Linked DNA regions of Mus musculus: regions 1, 3 and 4 are each linked to region 2. Evidence: chromatin contacts called from public HiChIP or PLAC-seq data. All regions are on one chromosome and are shown on one strand. The core of a region is the stretch at or near the end of the contact, and the rest is flanking DNA. Distances in the headings are between cores, read along the strand shown. Region 1 has its middle 10 kb from the start of Gm36555. Region 2 holds the start of Basp1 (brain abundant, membrane attached signal protein 1). Region 3 has its middle 16 kb from the start of Gm36555. Region 4 holds the start of 4930445E18Rik (a long non-coding RNA gene).

Region 1 (3,468 bases), core at 427-2,926, 92 kb after region 2:
GTGTTGATTCAGAAATATTTAATACACATGCCAAGGAAATGAACTAATCCCTGGATGTCAGATTCCTGGTAAGAGGTACGCCCCCCGAGGAGGTCAGAGAGATGGCTCAGTGGTTAAGAGCACTGACTGCTCTTCCGAAGGTCCTGAATTCAATTCCCAGCAACCACATGGCATCTAGCATGGGATCCGATGCCCTCTTCTGGTGTGTCTGAAGATAGCTACAGTGTATTCTTATAAATAAAATGAATAAATCTTAAAAAACAAAACAAAACAAAACAGAAAAAGAGGTGCACCCCTGAGCCTACAATTAAGGCAATGAAGATATATCTAGGGCATGTTCCTTTGCCATGTTGCTGATCTGGAAACCATCTAGAAGTATTCAGTATGTCTCCTCAGCTCTTCTGCTGTTCAATGCCCCAGAGCTGAACACAATCCCATTAATAGCTACCACACGTAAACTTTTATAGGTTTTTCTTTCGTGCCAGATCACCTCTATGTCTTATATCTAATTTGCCATATGGAACCAAACTGACTTTCCTCCCACTGTGCCAGTACAGATCTCATGCCCTCACCATTAGCTCGTTGCCTTGCCATTTCGTCTTCTGACAGAGGTGACACATCCTTACCTTCCTCTGCCTAAACTGGATACAGTTTCTTCAGCATTCAATTAGCCTTTGAGTTCTATTTTATTCTTGTCAGAACACACTTTATTTTGTTGTTCTTTTTTCTTCTCTAGTTTGGCCCCTCTATTACTTGAGGGTTTGTCTACATGGGTTGTAACAAGGGTATATTCTCTATGACAAATTCCTGGGTGTGCAGAGGGAGTTTGGGAAAGGCTTCTACAGCAGCATCCTGGAGAGTGAGTGACATTGTAGAGTAATGTCATCAAACACTACTAGAGAGGGTGCAACGGAATCCCCACTTACTTGAAGGTCGGGTTAACTTACAATGTTTTAGTTAAATGGTCTTCTGGATTTAGTGCTTGGGAAACCTGGGACACTGTTTCTAGAGTGGGTTTTGTTTGAGATGCTATGGAAGATAATATCTGGAGCCCAGGCCCGAGAGAAACAAGATGATGAAACTCCAGACTACTGAGTTGTCTGGTATGTGGTCCAACAGGCCCTTCTACTCCAGTTTATTGCTGTCTGGCTTTTCATTTCCTTCTTCCAGTGGAGTCCCTAGGGAATGTTAAATGCCTACCTAACATACTAATATCTATGCTATGCAAAGTGATAGTTGCCAAATCAGTTTATGGACATAATTCTTGCCTAAGGAAACTCAGGGTTAGGAATGGTGTTGTGTGTAAACCAAACATATGATTTATTTTCTTGTTTTAGGGTGCTTAGGTCATCATTCGACCTGTAGAATCATATAAGTTGGCTTTACTTTCTCTTGGAAAAGAAGTCTATCCTAGGGCTAAAGTTTTAAAGGATCTTTTTAAAAACTTGCCTTTGAGATCTGACACACGTATGCTGCCTTGATGACTCTCTGTGGGCTTCTTACGTGATGTTGTAAGTACCTTAGGTAGTGGGCGTTAGTGAGTGAGGTGCTTCTGGTTAAACTTCCCAGCTCTCTTCTCTGGGCAGAATAAGACCCTGCCCATGACTTTGCTCTTTCAGCTTGTCTCTTGCAGGTCTCTTGGCAACACCCCAAGGGGAAAAGTGAAGAAAGGAGGTTCCTGTCTTGGTTGCTAGAATTTCCTCAATCTTGGTAACTCTTGGTTCTAAAAGCAGTTCTGTTTTCTCAGTATATAACATATAATTGGCAGAGAATTCATTTGATATTCCAACACTTCATTTACTTGGCATAGTTAGGGAATGAAAGCCTTTTTATTAAGCCAATTATTAAGCAATCTTGCCTCTTTGATCGCTAAAACATATATTTAACTGTCTCTACAAGCTACGGGACATATGTCTCTGCATCATTGAGATTTTCAATGGACCACAGTCTAATGCCACCTTCATAGGTTATGCTGACCATGGGGAGCTCCGACTTCTGTAGTGCTGTTGTCCAGTGTCTTGGTGTAGCCAGGGACTCTGCTGAAGGTAGGTCTAGTTAATGCTTCCCTACAGGGTCTCAGGCTGCTTGTGTTGCTTCCTTTTGTCTTGAATGGGGAAGTCTGTTTTCTCAGTCTTGCCTGGGCCTTATTCTTGCTGACAGCTTGTTATCGCTTTCTTGATTCTAGTTCTCTTTGAGCCATTTACTTCCTCCTCTCCCCAGATTCAGACTTTACTAATTTTATACCAGAATTTACCAGACTTTACAGGCTGGACAAATGGCTCGATAGATTTGCTAGAACTTAAAACTGTCAGCCCGAGGCACCTTCTCTACCGTAGCTCAAATGCTGGATACTTAATGAACACAGTGTATTATCTCTGACTGGCTAGTTCTTAAAACTTAAAAAGCCTTTTCAACTATAGGTAATTGAAGACATGAACTAGTAGCCTCCTCAGAAAGGGAGTGCTCTTACATTATGCCTTAGCCAGGATTCATCACAGGACATACATCACTGTATGAATCCCAGAAAACACAATTTGGCCACGAGTCCCTGAATACAGTAGTTTGAATATGTGTAAATAGCTCTAATGAGTACTAAATACACTGCTTAACTTTATAACCAAAAAGAACCTGGAAATACCCAAGCGGTCAAATTACTTTAAGTTCCTTCCCAGTACTTGACCATGATAAGTTGAATTCTCCCAAGTAGATTGGAGATTGTACTCTTCTAACTGGCACTCTACTTGTAAAGCAAGCCTACCGTGGTTTCCTTTTACATATATGGTGGATCCACCTCTCTCTCTTCCCTTCTTGTCTATTTCTGTTTGACTTTTAGATACTATTACTGACATGATCTTGACTTTGGAGACTTGCTGTCCTACTCTGCTGACTTTAATCATGGTGGGAGCAGTCTGGCAATTCTGCCCATCAGATACTCTCATCGTCTCCCTCCTGACTCCTTCCTTCCACCCAACTCTCTCTCTTTTCAATACAGCTTTGCCACCAGTTTGATCCTCTACAAAATGTTATGCTTCCTTTAGATTTACCTTTTCCAAATGACCCCTTTGACCAGTGTTCCCCTTAAACCCCGTCTTCTTGCAGGTTCTTAATTACGTGCCAAGCAGCCAGAAATTAGTTACATCTTTACCCAAAGGCAAACTGGAAAGGGAGAACTACAGGGTAGTTTTGCATTCTTGGGCTTACTCACACTGGTTCATCCGGGAAATAAAACTGTCAGCACAACATGTCTGGGTACAGAACAGAGAATGATGGCATGGCGCACAATTCAAAGGATTGCCGCAGGCTAAAGCCACGATGGAAGTTTTAATTAAACCAAAACGGTCAGACACGGGTGAGTGCCCTAGAATGGAACACCATCACTATTCATGTTAATTTTAAATGTGAATATATGAAGGCTCTTGCACGCATTATTTCATAATTAATTTTTTTCATAAGTTACAAATTTCCCAG
Region 2 (3,201 bases), core at 423-2,922:
AGGGATGGGGAGAAGAGGGAGAAAGAAGAGGAAGAGGAAGAGGGAGATAGAGAGGAAGAGGAAGAGAAGAAAAAAACAAGAAGAAGAGGAGACGGAGGAGGAGGAGAAAGAAAGAAGAAAAGGAGGGGGAGGAAGTGGCAGCCACCACAAATATTTTCACCCCCCCCCCCAATCACTTTTTGGTTTAAGATGTGGCACTTCCTTTGCCAATCTTATTAAAGTTCTGTTATTTATTTTTCTATTAAAAAAGTGACCCCCCCCAATCTGCGATTTTGACAGCACTTACCTTTGGCATTCGTCTCCCTAAATGTAGTTGTGTTTCGTTATTCCGGACGTGGAGGGCAAGCTCATCCCAAATCTGTGCTTCACTCATGAGGGGAGATCCAACCAAGAAGGCAACATACATTTCCATTCCCCCCCCCCTCCGCTATTCTTTCAGGACGAAGCAGAACAAGCAAGCCACCCTGATAAAGCCAGAGGGCGCCAAAGTGCCGCGAACGGAACTTCCAGGGCTCAATGGGTTTGCGGGATGGTAAAATTGGCTTTTGTCTGAAGAAAGAGCTGTGGTTCTAGAAGATGTCACCATGTGTTAGTTTCCAAATTTAAATTTTTATTTTGCATTTTATTTTTGCCAACAGGTAAGCATAGCGAGCATATCTCCTAACCGTGGTGGCTATTGTGTGTCGCGGTGCTACCCAAAGTGCTCGTCGACCAGGACACGAGGACTTGGCGCGGATGGCCACAGCCTGGCTGGGCGCGCTTCTGAGTAGCATCTTAAGCAGCCGAGAGCTGGTGACTTCCATGAAAGCACAGGCACAAAAAGTCGAAGCCCCTTTTCCTAGGGTGCATTTCTTCCTTTCTTTCTCTCCGAAGTCGGGAGAACGTACCCTGAGGCGGTGCCGCCCACCCTTCCAACCCAGACCTGAGCTCTGGGCGGTGGCGCCTTGCAAAGCTGGAGCCTCCTGGTCGGGCCCCGAGGGCGAGCATATGCCGGAGGCGTCCCAGATGCTTGCCTTGGGGGACACCCTAAAACCAGCGGATATCTGTCTTGATGGTTTCAAGGGAGGCATCGCATCTTCCCCAGGCTCACTGCCTACGTGATAGCAGAATCTAAGCCCGTCGTCTGGAGCGGGGCTGGATTGGGGTGCAGAGAAAGCTGGTTGCGGCGGGGGCGTAGTTCATCAGCCCCTTAAGTCTGAGCGAGAGCCTGAGCTACTTATTCAATGCTTTCAAATAAAATGTGTGCGAGACAGAGAGAGGAGAGAAATCCACAGACAGTCCCGCCGGGGGTGGGGGTGGGGGTGGGGTGGGGGGGGAATGGAGGGGCGTGTAAGGAGGGAATAGGAGGAGGGGGGCTGACAGAGACTGTTGGGGAGGCGGGTAAGGGATCTGGATGTGGAGAGCAGTGGGTGGGGGTGACTGTGCGGGTGTGGTGACGGGGGGGGGGCGCTGGATCACGGGGCGTCTCGGGGCGCAGTGGCTGCTGGTGGAGAGAAGTTGGGGGACCCCCTCCTGGGTGGCGGGGCGCGAAAGGAGCGGGAGGGGTGCGGGCCGCGGGCTGGGAGAGGAGGGGCGGGCGCGAGGCGGGCGGGGTCGGCGAGCGGAGGAGCTGGGCGGGCGGACGCGCGGGGGGGAGGGCGCTGGGCAGGAAGGGGAGGGGGAGCGATCGAGAAATGCAGAGGCTGCAGCGGCGGCGGCAGTAGCGGCAGCGGCGACGGCGGTGGCGGCAGCGCTCCAACTCGCTCCACGCTCCGGGCTCCGCCGTCGAGCCGGGAGAGAGAGAGCCTTTGCTGAGCGACCAGCCACCCGGCCGGACGACACCAGCCACCCGGGCCCCTTGGAGGCACCGCGCTCACCCAGGGCCGCCACAGGCACCCAAAGCCGGTAAGGAGGCGCGCCGTGGGTCCCTAAGGCCACCGCGGACTCCGGGCCACCGGTTCCCCAGGGCCCCGCCCCACCCCGAAGCCTAGGGTTCTCCAACGGTGCAGCCGGGGTGCGGCCGGGTGTAGACACAGTGGGCATGGGATTCCTCTATGTGGGTTCTGTCGCATTTGGAAATCCAAGGTGATGCTCTCCCCCAGGTGGACAGCTTCGGCCTTTCGTAGGGTGGGGGACTTGGAGGGGGTGGCGGCGAGGCGGACGAACCGAGTTCGGGAGGGAGGGGGTGGAGGGTGGGGAGCCGCTGGTGACAGCACCGAGACCACTGGCCACGGTTCTGTGGGCTGAACCCAGCCTTCTGTCAGCGGAACCCGCACAGCCACGGAGAAGGCGCTCGGTGTGAGGGGCGCAGTAACAGAAGATGGAGGATGGGGGTGGGGTGGGGTGGGGAGGGAGAAAGAAGACGCGGAATCTGGTCAGATCGGAAGGGGCGGGGGTGGCTTGGCCCTCGGGACTCCTGGATCTTGGTTTAGGGTAACCGAGGAACACGAGGTTCGGAAGGCGGTGTGCACGTCCGGGGCAGATTAAAGCCCCCAGCCTGGTCTGCGGCTGAGCTGTCTTCCCACTAACCTGTGGACGTCGCCAGCATTTTATTTTATTTTTTGAGCCTTGCGCTCAGAGAGCGGGCCGCGCGCCTCCACCGCCGCCCCAGCCTGGGGGAAGGAGGGGTGGCGTGTGGGCTTGAACCTGACAGCCCGCGGCCCGAGCGGGCTCAACCCTTCTGCAAGCCAAGATTTCTGTAGATTTTTTCCCCCGTAGCTCAAACGCTACAACCCAACGTCTGGTTCCCGCTTCCCCACACCATTAAAAGAAAAAAAAAAAAAAAAACCAGAATCCCTGGATCGGATGGCACACAATGCGTGGCTGGGGACCGCATTCTTTTCATGAATATTCATCGAACGCTTGGCCCTGTTCCTAATCTGCTTCCCCCCGAGACGTTTCCGCCTTGGAGCGAACTCGGTGGACGGCCTCTGCCCCAGTGATTTTCACGCTGTTCAAAGGAGCACAGCGCACATGGGTGCGATTTCAGGATTTTGCACGGGAGCTGACACACCTCTGTCTTGGCCGAGACCACTGGCCACTTACGTGGCGGGCTAGAATAAAACACGAGTATCAAGGGGACTGCTGCTGGGGTGTGGATTAACCCCTACCCCTGGGAATATACCAAGGGCTCACAGACCTCCGGTACTGCAGGCAAAATGAATGAATCGGGACTGTAATTACCTATTCCTTTGTCTTGGCCTCGCGCATGCGCCGGAGAGC
Region 3 (3,617 bases), core at 204-2,703, 65 kb after region 2:
ACTGTGGTAGAAATGGGTTCAAATGAAAGCTCATAGTTTTTTCCACGTCTTTATCTTTGTGCACACTTCTCAAAGGGAAGCAACTAAAATACATTCCTTGCCGTTGAAGAACCACATATTCACAACTCATCCACTGGATTGGAAGGGCTTCAAAATGATCATCCCATGCAAGAATCAGATCCCAATAGCACTGTTCCTCGCCTGAGCAGCTCCTACTGGGTTCCTTTCTTACTCATTTTACTCCTCGAGAAGACTCTGTTCCCACATATTGATCCTTGTTCCCTGGGTAAAGGACCAGTCCTCTTCTCAGGGAGCTCAGACTATGAAAGTCCAGCACTAAAGCTAGTGAGGGCACTGGCTTTGGCTTGTGACACAATCTACCCCTCAACCCCACTTAGGATCAGAAACACATCCCTTAATTTATGTCCCGCCCCTCAGCTTTGCTTCTCCAGAATTGAATTTAAACTAGACCTCCTCATCTTTTACAGAGTCTGCTTCTTGGTCCTTGGCCCATTGCCAGAAGAAGGGTTCTATCTGTAGCTAACTAAAGCTTCTAAAATTCTGTTCAGACACTGCCTGAAAAATCCAACTGTTACCTGTTTCAGGATACCTTCCCCCAAGACCTATACAGATCCATATATCTTATAACACCGAGGAGGTTTGCCTGGAGTGGACGTAGTTTGTCGAATTCTCCAAATATGAGCTTTTGCTGCCCTTGGCTCTATCCCTGATTTGGCAGGAGCTGGGAGACTGAAATTCTTCATGTTATGGGATTGGTTCACATCTGGGTCTACTTCCTCCATTACTTCTCTGGAATTACTGCAGTGGGGAAAGACCAAAAACTGGGCCCGACCGTGCTGGATGTATGTCCTGAAAGCAACCAGAGAGGTAGGCTTGCTTTCTGATTTAGTTCTCTCTCCCGGTTTCTTATGCTAGTGCCCTAAACTTATTTCTGCTTACTTGTTTGTATTCAAGATGGCTGGATTTTCTGAAACTTTGACTTCTAGACTAAGAGATATGTTCCCATACCACAGCCCTGGGGGAATTAAACTTTTGGTCTTTATAAGGTTTACTCTCTATTCTCAATGGCTAATATATTAAATTAAGACAAAAGACTATTATTTGTATTACAAATAGGCCTGGAGACTCATCACCTGTTTGTCTAGTTAGTCAGACCTCTGAAAGGGCAACATTCCAGAGAAACACTGACTGGGCTTAGGAGGGAGTGTCACTGCAGACAATAGGTTCATGTGAGAACATAGAGGGTCCGCTCATATTTACTAAACACAGGAAAGGGAGAAAAACAAGACAGAGATATCGAAGAGCATGACTTTTAGAATAGTTTAAGTTTGTATGTGGACAAACCAGTGGCCAGAACACATGTGTGTGCCTGTGTTACTTATACCGACAGAGCTAGGTGGGAATGATTCACACATCAATGTGTTGGGAAATAACTCAGCCACGGTAATCAGTGCAGTGAAGGGGTGGGCACTATGGTTGCCGTTGCTTTCTTTACCCGTTTGAGCTGCCAAAGTCCATGATGTATTATTGCTATGCTAATGGCAAGGTGCTGAACAACCAGTTTAAAATTTCCCCATAAAATGAAAATAGGACTGACTGGAAATGGGGTTGGATCATCTTAAACATTTTTATTATAAATGTGTCTAGACAATGAAAAGTAGACATTTTATTTTGGATCTCTCTCACACAATGGGGAAGCATCCTTTTAATTTGTAGTTTATGTTAAGAACAGTTACCCAGTGGAACCTTCTGCTGGCCATACTCACTCATATTTCCAACAGTTGTACACGAGAAATATATGCAGTGTATTTTGTGAAGACAAAGTAGAACTTTTAATGAATGGATTAGTATCCTGACATCACTCTTATCTGGGGACAGTGGGATCAGGCTTATGAGACATCATAAGATGGGTCAATAAATACATAGAAGAAAACTAGGAAGGCAATACAAGAAAATTCTTGTCATGAAGCCCACACATGGATGTCTAGGAGTTTTTAGTTCTAGCAATTGGCCTAGCAATGCTCTAAGATAATGGAGCAAGTGAAACACTTAGGGCCCCATTATTCAGTACCATACTCTGTTCATCTCCAAGGCCAATCACAGATAGCATTGTATCATCTATAAGATAGACCTTTCCATACATCATACACATGATCAAATTTAATTAAGAAATTAAGCACAGTATGAGATTATAAACAATAATAGTAAAACCAGAACAATTATAAAAATATACTGTAAGAACAAGACAAACACTATTCTGGTGTCCTAGGGCCAGTGCAGATGAACACTGAGGTATTCAAACAGTTGTTCTAATAATCAAGAGCAACTAAGAGGTGAGTATTATATAGAGGCTGGGTATTATTTAGAGTTTGAGTGTTATATAGAGGTTGGGCATTACATAGAGGTGGGGTATTATATAGAGGTGAGTGTTATATAGAGGTTTGGTATTATATAGAGATGGGTATTATATAGAGATGAGTATTTTATAGAGGCTAGGTATTATATAAAGATTGGGTATTATATAGAGGCTACACAAAGAGATATTTTCAGTTAAAATGGAGTAGACAGACCAGGGAAAATTTATCATGCTACTCATACAGCTTAAAGCTTATGAATTGCTTGCTTTTAGATTGTACCATTAAATATTCTCAAGCTATATTTGCCTGTGAGTAACTGAACCCATGAAGAAAAACCACACATGGGGAGGGGTTGGGGGTAGGAACTAAGCGAGGAAGGAAAAGGCAGTCAGCTATAAGGAGCTGCTACCTCCCAGCTCAAGTTCAAGTGGAGTCACATGATTCAGAAACCCTTGATAGTGTCCTTGGGCTACATAGCACGGCAAAATGTCTGCCCAGCATAAAGACAATGGAGTCACAAAGAACAGCTTCAGGCATGCTTGGTGTCATTCACAGGTCAGCTCCTTTTTATTTTGCGGAGCAGATATTCATTGTTCTCTGTGGATATGCTATTATGAAGAGTGCCTTCCCCTCCCTCCGATCATCCTTCTATCTCCTGGCACCAAGGAAAGTCGCATCAGTCTTTGATATTAAGTAGGCAATTGTGCTAGCATATTACATTGTGCTTCACACACAGTGTAGAAATGCAGAACTTTCATCTGTGACCACCTATGCCTTTATTCCCAGTTACATGGAAGCATGGACTCTTATTGTGTCTTACTGCTTCATCCAGACAGCCAGGAGATGCAGTAGCTAGAGCCCGGAAGGGTGTAGGGACTGTGGTAAACTGCTTCTAGTCAGCTGCAGCTCAGTCCTACAGATGCTGTAAGTGGATGTAGGTCCTAAGTGACCATGTTTTTTTCTTCACAAGGAGATTTTGAATTAAGTTTTTCACTTGAAGTTTTCAGAATTTTTATATGTAAGTTAATGTAGCACTTAACATGTATGAGCCAAACATAAAAGTTTTGCCAGAGAGATCTGGTGTACATTAGAATCTGTCACCCCACCATGAGCTGTTCCCCATTCCTCGTGACCTGCTTCTAGTCAAGAATATATTTAAGACAAAGATGCTTATTAAGATACAAATTCAAGATGGATTACTACAGTTATATTGTATAACAAATGTGTATGTAATTGTAA
Region 4 (3,155 bases), core at 486-2,985, 120 kb after region 2:
CCTACCTCAGTCGAGTAGAGTCGAGTAGTCCCCTTGATCTATTGGAGGGAGTTGAGCACAGTTAACTTTGCTTTCTACAGATATTTTGTTGTATATACATACACATCCATATCTACATCGTATACAGTTATATATACATCATATACACATAAACACACACATATTTTTTTCTCTCAAGTTTTTCTTCATCTGTCTTCCATGCAATCCCGACAAAACCCCTTTCTTTACCTTCTTCACTCACTGAATAATGAGATCAGCCTCATTGGCCCCAGGTCTTGGTCCCAGGTTCTAGTCACCTGGCAGATTTATCTGAGCATTTACTAAGCCAGGCAGGTCTCTACCCCAAGAAACTGATAGGTCTGTCTCCACAGTGTTAAGTAGCACTAGTCTAGAGTCAAATGGTTCCCGGTCTCTGCAAGGCTTTGTTTGATTCCAGTTTGCTCTTTACCTGATTCAAGGAAGACAACAGCTGTGGAGAAGATGCCTAAGAAGGCTGCGAGTTCAGAGTGGCCGCTGTGCAGACAAACCTTTCAGCCCCTGGCTCAGACATGCTTCTCTCCTCCCCTAAGCTCCAAGTCGTCTGCACTTCTCTCCCTCCAAGCTCTGAGCGGTCTGCTTGTCCTTGGCTACCGATTTACACGGGGGTTAGAGGGCTTTCTAGCTAGTAGCCAACTTCCCTTGCCTCAGCACCTTGTCTGTGGCAACAGAAAAGTAAAGATGGGACAAGAGGAGGCTCCCAACTCCTGTGGGAGTAGGGAGTATTGCTGTGAACCTTCTAATGCTCAGATTGTTATCATGAGCCCCGTTTTAGTGTTTTCAGTTTTTCCCTGTGTATTTTGCAGACAACATTTGTTTTAGCTGTGTCTTTTCTGTCTTTCTTCTTTTTCCTCCAATTCCTCCCTTGTGGTCTTCTACCCTCAGCAGCTTCTTCTGTGTTCGTGTCCCATAGGACCCTTGCCCTTCCTATTCCTTTCCATTCACTCTTGCTGTTTTCTGGTTGGTGCTCTCCTATCTAGTGCAGGTTTTATTTTATTTTATATTTTTAATAATATCTATTTTACTACTATTCAACATTCCAACGTATAGGAGAGTGATTTCATTTACTTACATTGTCAAATGTTATTAAAATGCATTTTTCCTTTTAGGTTTCAATATTAATTAACATGCATAGCAAATAAATATTAAGTTTTAGAAACTTCTAGAGAAAAACGGTACACATCATTTCCTCATTAAATAAGGTGACCAGCCATTGGCTTGACCTGAAGAAGCATGTCTATGTTATTTGATTCATTGAGAAAAGGACAGATTCATTAATATCATTTAGCTAACTGGATAACATATCACAGGAATACTTAATAAGGTTAATAAGGTTTCCTTACTGTTTCCCTGTTTATAGAGAGTTGGTTTGCTCATGATTTGGGGACATTAAGCATTAACTGAGGTCAGATCCTTGTCTGCGCTTCTTGCTGTCACTGTAATTTTCGGAGTGACTTTCTGTTGTAGAGTTCTGGGTAGAAGGCTATAATCACTTTAAGGAGTTTTAGGAACAAATTGTGGTTTTGGAAATTGGAGATATTTTTGTGCTGTGGATAATTATGACAGACAAAAATTATTCAGAGCCAAGCCTGTCATTAGCTGCCAGCTGTGCATATTCGTATTTATATTTAATTTATTAATATTAATATGCATTGTTTATGTTTATATGAGAGTGTGCTTTTGAATATCAATATCCACTAATTTCTTTCTTTTTTTTGTTATTGTCTTAGTTTTTGAGGGTGGAACAGCTTTCTGGGTTTTCCAGCTTGGTATTTAACATCTGTATTCAAAAGACTCTGTATCTTCAACCTCTAGAATAGCTGGGATTACAGCTAATGCCACAGAGCCCACTCAATGTCTTTGTTTATAGCCGGCAAGGGATCCAGTGGGTGTGGATGGTGCAGTTTCAGTGGACAGTATGTTTACTTGCAGGGAAAACAAAAGGCCTTTACCGTTTCAAAGACTAGATTCCAGACATCCCTGAGTCTATGCCTTTTCACTTGGGCTGCAGTGAGTGGCCTTCTTGGAGAACATCAAGGCTATAGGTCTGACCTGTTCTTTTGCTTCCAGATGAGGTATTTTCTGCCATTTCAAAACATTTTCTTCTCTTGGAAAAATTTTCCTGTGTTTTCCTTTTTTATCAGAACTTGTGCTTTCGAAAAGCCAACACCGCTCTCTTTGCCATTCCTCCTTATGCCGCGTTGAGGGTAGTGCGTTTTCTACATTGTTTAACCAGGCAGAGCAATTAGTGCCCAAGGAGACAGGAGGCTGACTGCCTGGCAGGAGGAATGGTTTTCATGGGAACAGCATTGAAAGCCTGGCGCTGGGCGAGGACCCTTGCCAGCAGCCTCGTTTGCTGCTGGCCCTCTAGTTTGGCTGCGTACAAGTTGTTTATACTTCAGATGCGCTAATGAACAGCCCCTCTCACGGAGCGGGTCCTTGGAATAGTTTCATCCCAGCATGTGCCCACTCAGTCAGAGAATCAGTAGAGAGCTGCTGTGCTCTCTGCATGCCTGCTAAGCTAATTCACCAATTGTGCAGTCCTGGTTTTCTATACCTCCTGGGGGAAGGCTTTCATCAAGCCCAGGTCTTTCTGGATTGAGCAATTGGACAAATGGGTGGGGTCTTGATTGTGACACTGGAGCTGGAATGAGGAAAACATCAGGCAAAGCCTTGTGTCTCAGGGAAGCCACATTCTAGAAAGCATCTCTAGGTACGGATAAACAAACATGCAGTAGGCGAGATGCTGATTAGTATCTGCTGAAACTTAGATACCCTGCGGGACCGCATCGAACTTGTGCTTTTGAAAAGCCAAACTCCTCCCTTTCCTTTGCCTGGTGCCATGCTGTGAGTAGTGTGTTGATGGAGTTCACTGAGAGTGTATCTGGGACATCACTTCTAAAGAAGACCTCAGAATGGTGTGTTGAGAGGAGGAAGCCAAGGAGTGCAGGAAGAAAAAGGAAGGATTTGACAGAAGGAAAGCTAGGAAGAAGGCCAATACAGAAGGGATCGAATGAGGAAGGGAGTGTGGTGTGAACTGAGTCTCCATTTGAGTAAGGCAGGGCCAGAGTAAGCCAATGGGGTTTCGTTCTGACTTAGAAGTTCATGGAGGTGTGTTT

What was found. HiChIP or PLAC-seq counts read pairs in DNA pulled down with a chosen protein or histone mark.
Region 1: an H3K27ac HiChIP or PLAC-seq map of trophoblast stem cells shows a contact between it and region 2, with 41 read pairs. The contact joins the enhancer-like site here to the promoter of Basp1 in region 2. A contact is called at or near these places in 4 of 39 promoter capture datasets (the 3T3-L1 cell line, embryonic stem cells, stem cell-derived epiblast-like cells and 1 more), 20 of 484 Hi-C or Micro-C datasets (adipose-derived mesenchymal stem cells, bone marrow-derived macrophages, cerebral cortex and 7 more), 15 of 115 datasets of contacts at active chromatin or transcription factors (bone marrow-derived macrophages, embryonic fibroblasts, embryonic stem cells and 4 more) and 3 of 9 other capture datasets (adipose tissue, embryonic stem cells and pancreatic islet).
Region 3: a contact with region 2 is called in an HNF4G HiChIP or PLAC-seq map of pancreatic cancer cells. The contact joins the enhancer-like site here to the promoter of Basp1 in region 2. A contact is called at or near these places in 5 of 39 promoter capture datasets (the HPC-7 cell line, HPC-7-derived erythroid cells, hippocampal neurons and 2 more), 22 of 484 Hi-C or Micro-C datasets (the HPC-5 cell line, LSK cells, Th2 cells and 12 more), 16 of 115 datasets of contacts at active chromatin or transcription factors (bone marrow-derived dendritic cells, bone marrow-derived macrophages, embryonic fibroblasts and 6 more) and 3 of 9 other capture datasets (adipose tissue, bone marrow-derived macrophages and liver).
Region 4: a contact with region 2 is called in an H3K4me3 HiChIP or PLAC-seq map of neural tube, with 4 times the contacts expected there. The contact joins the promoter of 4930445E18Rik here to the promoter of Basp1 in region 2. A contact is called at or near these places in 19 of 39 promoter capture datasets (the 3T3-L1 cell line, 3T3-L1-derived adipocytes, the HPC-7 cell line and 13 more), 64 of 484 Hi-C or Micro-C datasets (8-cell embryo, the AML12 cell line, B cells and 43 more), 29 of 115 datasets of contacts at active chromatin or transcription factors (the HPC-7 cell line, astrocytes, bone marrow-derived dendritic cells and 13 more) and 5 of 9 other capture datasets (adipose tissue, bone marrow-derived macrophages, embryonic stem cells and 2 more).

Annotation. Positions count from the first base shown.
Region 1 is chr15:25,320,464-25,323,931 of GRCm38.p6, reverse strand. No RefSeq gene overlaps it. Among named protein-coding and RNA genes, the nearest start is that of Gm36555, 10 kb to the left of the region's middle. Within about 2 kb of position 1,676, at least 49 of the 459 cell types and tissues checked have an H3K27ac peak or open chromatin away from gene starts, as enhancers often do. A contact at or near this core is called in adipose tissue, adipose-derived mesenchymal stem cells, bone marrow-derived macrophages and 2 more, where this site is marked.
Region 2 is chr15:25,412,235-25,415,435 of GRCm38.p6, reverse strand. It overlaps Basp1 (brain abundant, membrane attached signal protein 1), which reads left to right and starts at 1,672. Exons shown (of 2, transcript NM_027395.2): 1 at 1,672-1,884. It overlaps Gm48957 (predicted gene, 48957), which reads right to left and starts at 1,246. Exons shown (of 4, transcript NR_168943.1): 1 at 287-1,246.
Region 3 is chr15:25,346,382-25,349,998 of GRCm38.p6, reverse strand. No RefSeq gene overlaps it. Among named protein-coding and RNA genes, the nearest start is that of Gm36555, 16 kb to the right of the region's middle. Within about 2 kb of position 1,453, at least 13 of the 459 cell types and tissues checked have an H3K27ac peak or open chromatin away from gene starts, as enhancers often do. A contact at or near this core is called in pancreatic cancer cells, where this site is marked.
Region 4 is chr15:25,290,754-25,293,908 of GRCm38.p6, reverse strand. 4930445E18Rik (a long non-coding RNA gene) reads left to right here and starts at 1,735. Exons shown (of 3, transcript XR_875079.2): 1 at 1,735-3,155.